Regions from separate parts of the Rattus norvegicus genome. Here region 2 is linked to region 1. The links are chromatin contacts, called in public Hi-C maps. All regions are on one chromosome and are shown on one strand. Each heading gives the region's core, a stretch centred on a gene start, on an enhancer-like site or on the middle of the called end of the contact. The rest is flanking DNA. Distances are from core to core; before and after follow the strand shown. Region 1 has its middle 91 kb from the start of Trnaa-agc62. Region 2 has its middle 190 kb from the start of Sptssa.

Region 1 (4,487 bases), core at 960-3,459:
CTTGCTCCTAGGATTGATCTGTGCCTTAAAACAGAACGAGCTACCCAATATGCAAGTACATTCTGTGAAGTGATTGTTGGAGTGGGGAAGAAAGCTAAGTTGTCAGGACATCATGACACATGTACTACCTCTTTCTCCATTCAGAAATAGCTATAAGTAAGTGTGCATTCTCTCAGTATTAAAAATATTCACATATGCAAAATATATGAACTCTTCCTGTCTGTATCATCTTTTCTGAGATGATATCATCTTACATATGTCACTTTGCATCTTGCTGTTTTATTCAATGTATTTTTGGAAACACTGTATCCACATAAACAGAACCCAGGACCACCAGCCAGAAATTAGTTACAAGTTAGTTCTTGTAAGAGCTGTAATGGTGAATGCCTATCCCATATACAACTTAGACACGGGTGCATTTGAATGTCTGTTATTTTGCTATTAGGAACAGTACTAAGCCAGCCACACGTCTCCCCAGGATTCCCAGCCCCGTAGAGCCCAGGGGAGCTGTTATCCACATGTGACTGAGCCTGCTCTGCTGTGTCTGATGGCTTGTGCCTTCATGTCCTGTATTCATGCTTGTAACAATATTTATCAAATGTCTACTGGCCACTTTTTTTTTTCTGGTGCTTTGCTTGTGTTGATATACAAAGACTTAGGTGTCTGACGAGTCCTAAAACATAAACACTGATTTCACCACTCGTGTTTTTTGAAAGGGGAAAATAGAAATGCTGGTCGTCTATTGGCTAAGGTCACATAGAATCTGGACAGTCCAGCCACTGGGTGCTGAGCCTAAGCCTACCTTATGTTTAACTCAATGTGCTTAGCGGCTGCACTCAGCCACGAACTCTGAAGCTGGGACCTTGGGGTCCTTCTTTTTGCATTACCTGCACCCAGACAGTGCTTTCACTCTGGGGTCCATATTGCTGTTAACCACTTTGCTTTTTATTCCATGTCCCTTCTCTCTTTCCCCTCCTCCCTATATTTCTTTCCCTCTAAAAGCATTTTCTGTCTCTGATACCTCTGCTTCTCTCACAGGTTTTGAAAAAGTAGCGTTTTGGGCTGGTGAGATGGTTCAGCTATTTACTGCCAAATGTAAGACCTGAGTTCAATACCAAGAATAGAAGGAGACGATTGTGTCTAGGAGTTGTCCTCTCACCTCCACAAGACAGCCGAGCCACTCCGTGTGTGTGTGTGTGTGTGTGTGTGTGTGTGTGTGTGTGTGTGTACACACAAATAGATATAGGAAAGAAAAGAAAAGAAGTGACATTAGCCCAGGAGTGATGGTGCACATCTTTAATCCTGGCACCCAGAAGTCAGAGGCAGATGGATCTTTATGAATTCAAGGCCAGCCTGATCGGCATAGTGAGTTCCAGGACAGCCAGGGCTATGTAGAGAGGCCCTGTCTTAAACTCAACAAACTAAACAATAAACAAACAAACAAATAAAACAACAAGAGAAAGAAAGAAAAGGGAGTGAAATTTGCACATCACAAGTGTATAAAGAAAAAAAACCCCAAAAAATCAAAAAACAAAAACAAAAAAAAAGGAAAACAAGACAAAACAAAACCAAGTGTCTAAAGAAAAAAGCCCTTCTATAATGTGCCCTAACTTGGGGAGAAGTACTTGGAAGAGTAAAGGAGGTTTGACATTCTTTTGTGCCCTCGGGAGACCCAGACTTTCAACCCTGTAGGTTCAGAACCTAACTGTTGCATTCACACTTTCAGCGGCGAAGAGTGCTTCTAATTCTGTCTTTCAGCCGTCAGGCACGTAGGCAATTTCCTTTTATAAAGTTGGTGGTTAGAACTAAACAGGTGCAAGTTACTGGAAATGCAAACCATTCCCCACACGAAGGGAGGTGCGGTTGATAAGGGGCTCCCCGCCCCCTTTCCAAAGTTACCCCAATCAACAACCAGGCTCCCTGGGTCTTGACCCCTACATCATCCCCTCCCTCTCCCGGTATCCCTGTCACGGAGCTAGCCAGCCCAGGCTGCGTGCTGTACAAAGGAAACATCAGGGGCCAGGAGAAAGTCAAGATCACGCTGAGGAAAACTATCCCTCAGGCTCATCTCTGCCCTTATCCTCCTGCCTCTCTTTCTGTGAAGACGAACCCACGTAGTGTCTTGGGGCTGGGGATCCCTCTGGACGTGTGGAACCTGCAGGCAGGCTAGGCTAGGCGGTCCCCTCTCGGGAGGTGGGCAGGGTTCACGGTGAGGATGGCGCTGACTCACGCTTTCGCTACGTGAGCCTTGGTGGCGGGCTGGGCCGGGCGGGACCAGGACTGAGTCGTGCCTTGTGCCTGGCTACCTGCCCGCAGCTCACCCCGAGGGACTTAACCCTGGCCTTGGTGCAGCCCCACCCTAATAGCCCTGTGGATGGCTTCACAGTGGGAGCTGATCTTTGGTCCCAGGTGACAGCTAGGCAGGAGCAGTCGGGTTTCTGTACTTTGCATGTCCCTCGAGCCTCTTCTTGGTCTCTTGGGAGTCCACAGAAGCCACTGAACTTGCCCCTGGTTTCTTTCTTTTATAGCCTCTTATCTAAGTGAAGATGCTTCAGAATTACTGTAGGTTTTTGTTGCTTTCAAAATCTCTCGGTCTCTAAGCAACCCAATGCTGTAAAAAGGACAGGCTTCCTCCGTCCATTTACTGTGAGGAGCTCAAGATCCGCCCTTGTTCAAAGTTTTGTCAATTGACAGAAAAGAGAACTCCCCCACCCAGCAGAGGACAGAGCTCTTGACATTAATATAACCTTCTTTAACAACAAGCCCCATTCTCCTGTATCAGTGGAAAGTCAAGTGACAGAGAAAGGGGAAGCCAAGTGTATTGGTGCAGGCCTGAATCAGAAGCATCAGAAGTCAAGGTCATTCTTAGCTACCACCATGGCTAAGTAGCCAGTTCAAGGCCAGCACAAGCTGGCTACCAGAGTCCTAGTCTCAACAGCCTTCCCACTCTGCCAAAGCAGAGTGGGGATTCTAATTGTGTCAAATCACCCCACTCTTTCTTTAGTGCTGCCCTTTCTGGTACAATTAAAGGGACAATAGTGTTTGCAGGGGGACTAGGTAGGTCTTTGGGTATGGTGGGGAACACTGACTTTCATCTCTAAGTCCATCAGTGATCCCTGAACTTGTAACAGAAACAGGAGAGCCTAAGGCCCCTGAGTGGCACCTTCCAATACCGCACTTGTCTGGGGCCTCAGTAAGGCTGCAAATGGCGTTTCTGTCGCCTCCGTGGCCATGGACATGAGATGGAATATTCTTTTCCTTGTCTAGGATATCTCGGTAGGGAGAATGCCAGTCATCGCTTCCTTCAGGAAAGCCTGCTTTGCTCTTTGTTCATCATGGGAAACCATGGAGACCACAGTTTATATGAAACCAGTAGAGACAAACAAGCAAACAAAAATTCTGAAATGAATGTTGGGTTGTGACAGTGGGTGGCAGCTCACAGCTTTAATCCGAGCACTCCAGAGGCAGAGGCAGGCAGATCTCTGAGTTCAAGGGCAGCCTAGTCTACATTGGAATTCCAGAACAGCCAGGGCTATAACAGAGAAACCTGTCTCCAAAACAAAACCAACCAACCAACCAACCAACCAACCAACCAACCAAACAACAAACAAACAAACAAACAAAACCATCAACAAAACCCCAAACAAAGAAAAGAAAACCACAAGTGAAGGCGGTGGAAATTCTGCTTAGGCAGGGTTCTGGGTTACAGGATCTTGACCATGTACATGGAACTGTGCCTTTCATTTTGCTTATGATGTAGGCTAGGTTTTGTTCTGGTTTCTGTATTGTTTTAGAAAAGGGGATTTTCCCAAACACTTCCTAGAGGAAAAGATTAATACATATCTCATAAAAAAAAAAAAAAAGTAAAATACCCAGAATAGGAAGACAGAAGTCCTTAAACACAATGTGCTATTTCTGGTATATTCTAGGTGTTTAATAAGTTAATTGAATATACTTGAGAGGACTATGCAACATCGCACTGATAAACCCTTCGCTTCACTTTGACATGTTTTCAGTAGTTCTGCTACAGCTGAATGTTACATTGTTTCTACTTTTTGTCTAAGTAATATTTTCTTAAGGGTCTTTACATGTAAATATTTGGTCACTTGGTTAATGATTTGCATAGCTGCAATTTTAAGATCAAATGGCCTAAATGGTTTTGGGATTAGATCACGCTGCTAGGCATAGTCAGTCTCCATGCCCCAGGGAATGAATCTGTGTTCTACCTCTGACACCCAGCACCCAGCACCTAGCACCCAGCACCTAGCACCCAGTACCTGCTTTTAATTGAATGTTGCTGAATGAGAAGGATGGGTTTGGTTTTTCCCTTAAGGCATAAGTTAACTTGGAAACGTTAAAAGTATTTCATCATAGCCGGTTCTAAGAAGCTGAATTTGATGAAAGATCATGAATTATAAGAATTCCCATATTACTGCTTTGAAGACTTTTTATTGACTGATGGTCATAGGATTTATTAGAATGCTATT
Region 2 (4,487 bases), core at 811-3,310, 180 kb before region 1:
AGAAATTCCCCCACGGTAGGGCCTGGGCTTTATGCATTGTCACAGAAGGAGTGTGAATCGTCAGCTTCACCTTGATTATGCATCCGTTATTTATACTTGCCACGGGTTTCCTACCAGCTCAGAGAGCAGTAAAACGAAGAAGTCCTAAGATGACTGGACTTCTATAACAATTCCACTGGGGCTGGAGTGCTGCTTCAGTGGTTAAGAGCATTGGCTGCTCTTGCAGAAGACCCATGGGCCACTCACAGCTGGCTGCAACTTCAGTTCCAGGGAATCCAATGCCCTCTTTGGGCCTCTAAGGACACTGCATGCACACGACGCGTGTACATACAGTCAAGCAAAGCACACTTAAAAGATTTATATATGTATACGAGTTTGCATCGTATGCACATCTGAGTGCCAGAAGGAGAGATCAGATACTATTAAAGATGGTTGTGAGCCATCATGTGGCTGCAGGGATTTGAACTCAGGACCTCTGGAAGAACAGCCAATGCTCTTTACTGCTAAGCCATCACTTTATCCCCAAGCAAAGCACCCTTTAAAAAAATCTTAAAAAACATACAAACAAACAAACAAACAACCCCCAAATCTCCAGGGATTGGTGAGTCTTAAGAATAACTGTTGCTTTTACAGAGGACCCAGATTGGATTCCTAGTACCCATGTGGCAGCTTACAACCACCCGTACCTCCAGTCCCAGGATACCAGACTCCTTCCTCTCACCTCTGGAGTCACCACGCATGCACGTAGTACTCATCCGTACATGCAAACAAAACACACATAAATGTAAAATAATAAGATAAACCTAAACATTTAAATTCCAGCAAACAGGAAAATCTGTGCACCTGTTATTTCACTGGCTTAATCACTACTATTTACTCAAAGACAAAGACAATACACTCTTGTTGACACGATTTCTATTTTAGACATTCCTATCATTTCATATTTTATGTTTTTATTCCATTATTTGGATAACTGCGTTACCCTCATATTTCTCACAGTGAATTCGGGAGCTCTTGGAGACTTCTAGAAATCCTACTGAACAATCAAAAAACGTATGGCCTGAAGCCTTACTTGTTTGGTTTTCTTCCTGAGGGCTAGGGATTGGACCCAGGGCTTGTACATGGTACACTAGTATTCTACACCAAGCTACATCTTAGCACTCTCCACTTTGGTAATAATATTATTCTGTATTGAAACACTTGACATTGCTCTTTCCCTGGCCCAGTAAACCTTTACACCCCCAAATGTAGTCAGCACCACAGGCTCTCTCCCCCTCCTCTTCCCTGTCCCTCTCCTTCCTTTCTCCCTACCCTCTTTTCTTCTTCTCCCCCTTTCCCTCTCTCCCTCTTCCTCCCCCTTCCCCTTCTCCCACTCTCTTACTCTCTCCCCCCCTCTTCTCTCTCTCTCCCCCACTCTTACCACTTTCCCCCCATCTCTGCTTCTTGACTTCAGTTTGAGATCTGCTCTGCTCTCTCACATCCTCATTGCCAGCATAGGATGCCACTGTGATCCCAAATCCCTCCTTCGAGAAGTTGTTATGGTGATTAGAAGGCTCACTAATGCAGGAGGACATGGAGGGAGGCTGCTGTCTAGAGACTACAAAGTTGCATTCCCTTGTCCTTAGTGCGCTACAGTGGCTACAGAGTATCACATAAGACTTTGGCCAACTGTGTGGGGCAATGATGCAAGAAAATTTGGAGATGTCAGGTCCAGAGTGGTCCCAACTATATGAGATAACCATTGTGTTGCTGGAAACTCCATGTAAGTTCTGTCCTGCATTTAGAACCTGTGAGCAGGAGACCAGAGACTAGACACCCCTCCCACTCCCCGCCCCTCCCGGGTAGCCCGTGACAGAAGAGCCTTATCAGGCTCACTAAAAGGCTTTTATGTTAGCTATTTCTTTTCCATGCCTAAATACTCATTTATGGAAAGGTCTGTTGTGGACATCTCCAGTGTTTCATTTTTAAATCATCCACTGTGTGACAATTATAGATCTTGTACTCATGTTTAATAGCTGCAGGGTTCGGATAACTTTCCTTAACAACAGTTTAAATTTAGCCTTCTTGTTCCTGTGACCTGGTTTGCTCCTACTTTCCTCCTTGGCCAGTTCTGTTTTAGGTTCTATCCAGAGAACTGCATTTGATGGATGTGTTTGTTCTCACTAGTTTTCACAGTATCTAGTTTATTAGAGTTGATCACCACAGACTCCTCTCTAATATCATCACTGTTTGAGCATCTGTTTCAGCAAATAGCAGGTGTGTTTGTTGTTTATAAGAATAGTGTGGGGTCAAAGCTAGTGGATACTATTCATCTTGGTGAATTCTTTCCTCAAATCATTTTTCCTTTACTGGAAATAGATATTTTTTACACAATCTATTCCAATTATGGATTCTCCTCCCTCCATTTCCCTCCCCCTGCCTTTCCCTCATCCAGACACACACCCTTTCTATCTCTTGTTAGGAAACAAAGAGGTATCTAAGGAATAAAATAAAATAAAATACCAAACAAAACCAAACAAGACACACGAGGACAAACCAACCAACAAAAAAAGAATCAAAGGAAAAGCACAATAAATGCATATAGACACAGAGACATTCTGGTGATTCCCATAAAAACATAAAACAAGAAGCCATAACATATACACAAAGGACCTATACTATATATTATATAGATATATGTAATATGTAATATATATTATACTATATACTATACATGTATATATAGTCTATTCCTGCACAAACATCATGACCAAGAAGCAAGTTGAGGAGGAAAGGGTTTATTCAGCTTACACGCCCACATTGCTGCTCATCACTAAAGGAACTCACATAGGGGAGGAAGCAGGAGTTGATGCAGAGGCCATGGAGGGATGTTAATTACTGGCTTGCTTCCCCTGGCTTGCTCAGCTTGCTTTTTTTATAGAACTTAAGACTACTAGCCCAGAGATGGCACTACCCACAATGGGTTGGGCCCTCCCCCCTTGATCATTAATTGAGAAAATGCCTTATAGCTGGATCTCATGGAGGCCTTTCCTCAAGGGAGGCTCCTTTGTCCAGCTTATGTCAAGTTGACACACAAAACCAGCCAGTATTATATATATATAATAAAGTTAGGGAGGAAGGGATGGGAGGGATGTATCCACTTCCTAGGAGCATTCTTGCAGGAAGGCTAACTCTTCCTTACCAAGTTGGTCTCAGCCCTGCTCTATGTATCCTGATGGCAAAGGAGGCATTTGAGTTACTGTCCCCTGGGCAAGGGTGAAAAGTCACAGCGAGACTGATTCTGAATTCTCTACCTTTATGTTTTTCTTCGATGGAATCCATGAACCGGCCATTAATCTCCAGGGAGACATTTTCTCATAAGAATTCTGCAAAGTAATTTCTAACACATGACGGTCTTTTAAGGCTGTCCCTTTCTTCATCTCCTAAACAGTGTTTGACAAATAGAAGAGAACAGACCCAGCCCTTAACAACACACAAAATCCATCATATACCAGGAGTTAAATTGGCCATAGAGTTGTGGCAAGATTAGGTGTTTGCTCACAGGACATAACAGTAGGGGAGACAGATGTCATGGTCACAGCCAGCTCCTTACGAGGAGTCACTAAAAGCTTCTCGATGATGTGGTGTGCTTTGAGATCTTGAGAATTTTCTCCCAAGAAGGCACAGGGGGCAGTGTGTGGAGATGCGGTTGGAAAGACGCTAAGTAATGTTTCTCCCTCTCTAGGAAGTCCCGATGACAAACCAAAGTTTGAATCCACCAAAGTTCACTGTGAGGAAACCATGAGCATTTTGGGCTTCCTAGTGGGGCAGATTGAGGGGCTATGGGCAGGTGCAGGTCATTGGAAACTCTTTACCAGCATGGATGGTGGCTTTCCTGTGGCTGTGCAGCTGGAGCCCCTCTTTCACATTCTTTCCTGATGAAGCCTCAAGGCCATATACTGTTAGGGCAGAATGCATTCAACTGACTGGAAACTCAGGTAAGGGTACAGTGACTCTGCCTGTCCCCTCCTTGGAGGGAATGTGAATAATCCCCGTATGATGTTCTCTTGCAAGCGGCTCATATTATGGGATGGAGCTACAGAGCATGGTATTTTAGTAGGTCAGGCATGGAAGGGTGACCAGGACTTTGTTAGGCAGCATGGAAAATTGTGTTTAATTATTGGTCAGATCTGACCATTCAATAATACGAAGCCTTGTAATATTCCAGATTAGTTGTTTCAAAGTCAATTGACTAAATCAAATTAATTAAATTGGTTCAGTGAGAAGAGGCACTTGCTGCCAAGCCTGATGACCTGAGTTCGATTCCAGAGGCTCACAGGATAGGAAGAGAGAAGCAATTCCTACAGGTTGTTGTCTGACATCTATGTGTATGCCACGGCATCTCTATAAAATAAATGAAAACATTGTAAGCTTTAAAAGGCACAAGATGGGTGGAACCAGTGGGATGGTAGTGGACCATGCCTTTAATCCCAGCACTCTGAGTTGAG

The links. A called contact is a pair of places that touch in the nucleus more often than the background predicts.
Region 2: a Hi-C map of psoas muscle shows a contact between it and region 1, with 2.4 times the contacts expected there. The contact joins two enhancer-like sites. A contact is called at or near these places in 3 of 12 Hi-C or Micro-C datasets (kidney, liver and psoas muscle).

What each region holds. Positions count from the first base shown.
Region 1 is chr6:77,517,968-77,522,454 of GRCr8, reverse strand. No RefSeq gene overlaps it. Among named protein-coding and RNA genes, the nearest start is that of Trnaa-agc62, 91 kb to the right of the region's middle. Within about 2 kb of position 2,209, at least 16 of the 93 cell types and tissues checked have an H3K27ac peak or open chromatin away from gene starts, as enhancers often do.
Region 2 is chr6:77,701,179-77,705,665 of GRCr8, reverse strand. No RefSeq gene overlaps it. Among named protein-coding and RNA genes, the nearest start is that of Sptssa, 190 kb to the left of the region's middle. Within about 2 kb of position 2,060, at least 5 of the 93 cell types and tissues checked have an H3K27ac peak or open chromatin away from gene starts, as enhancers often do.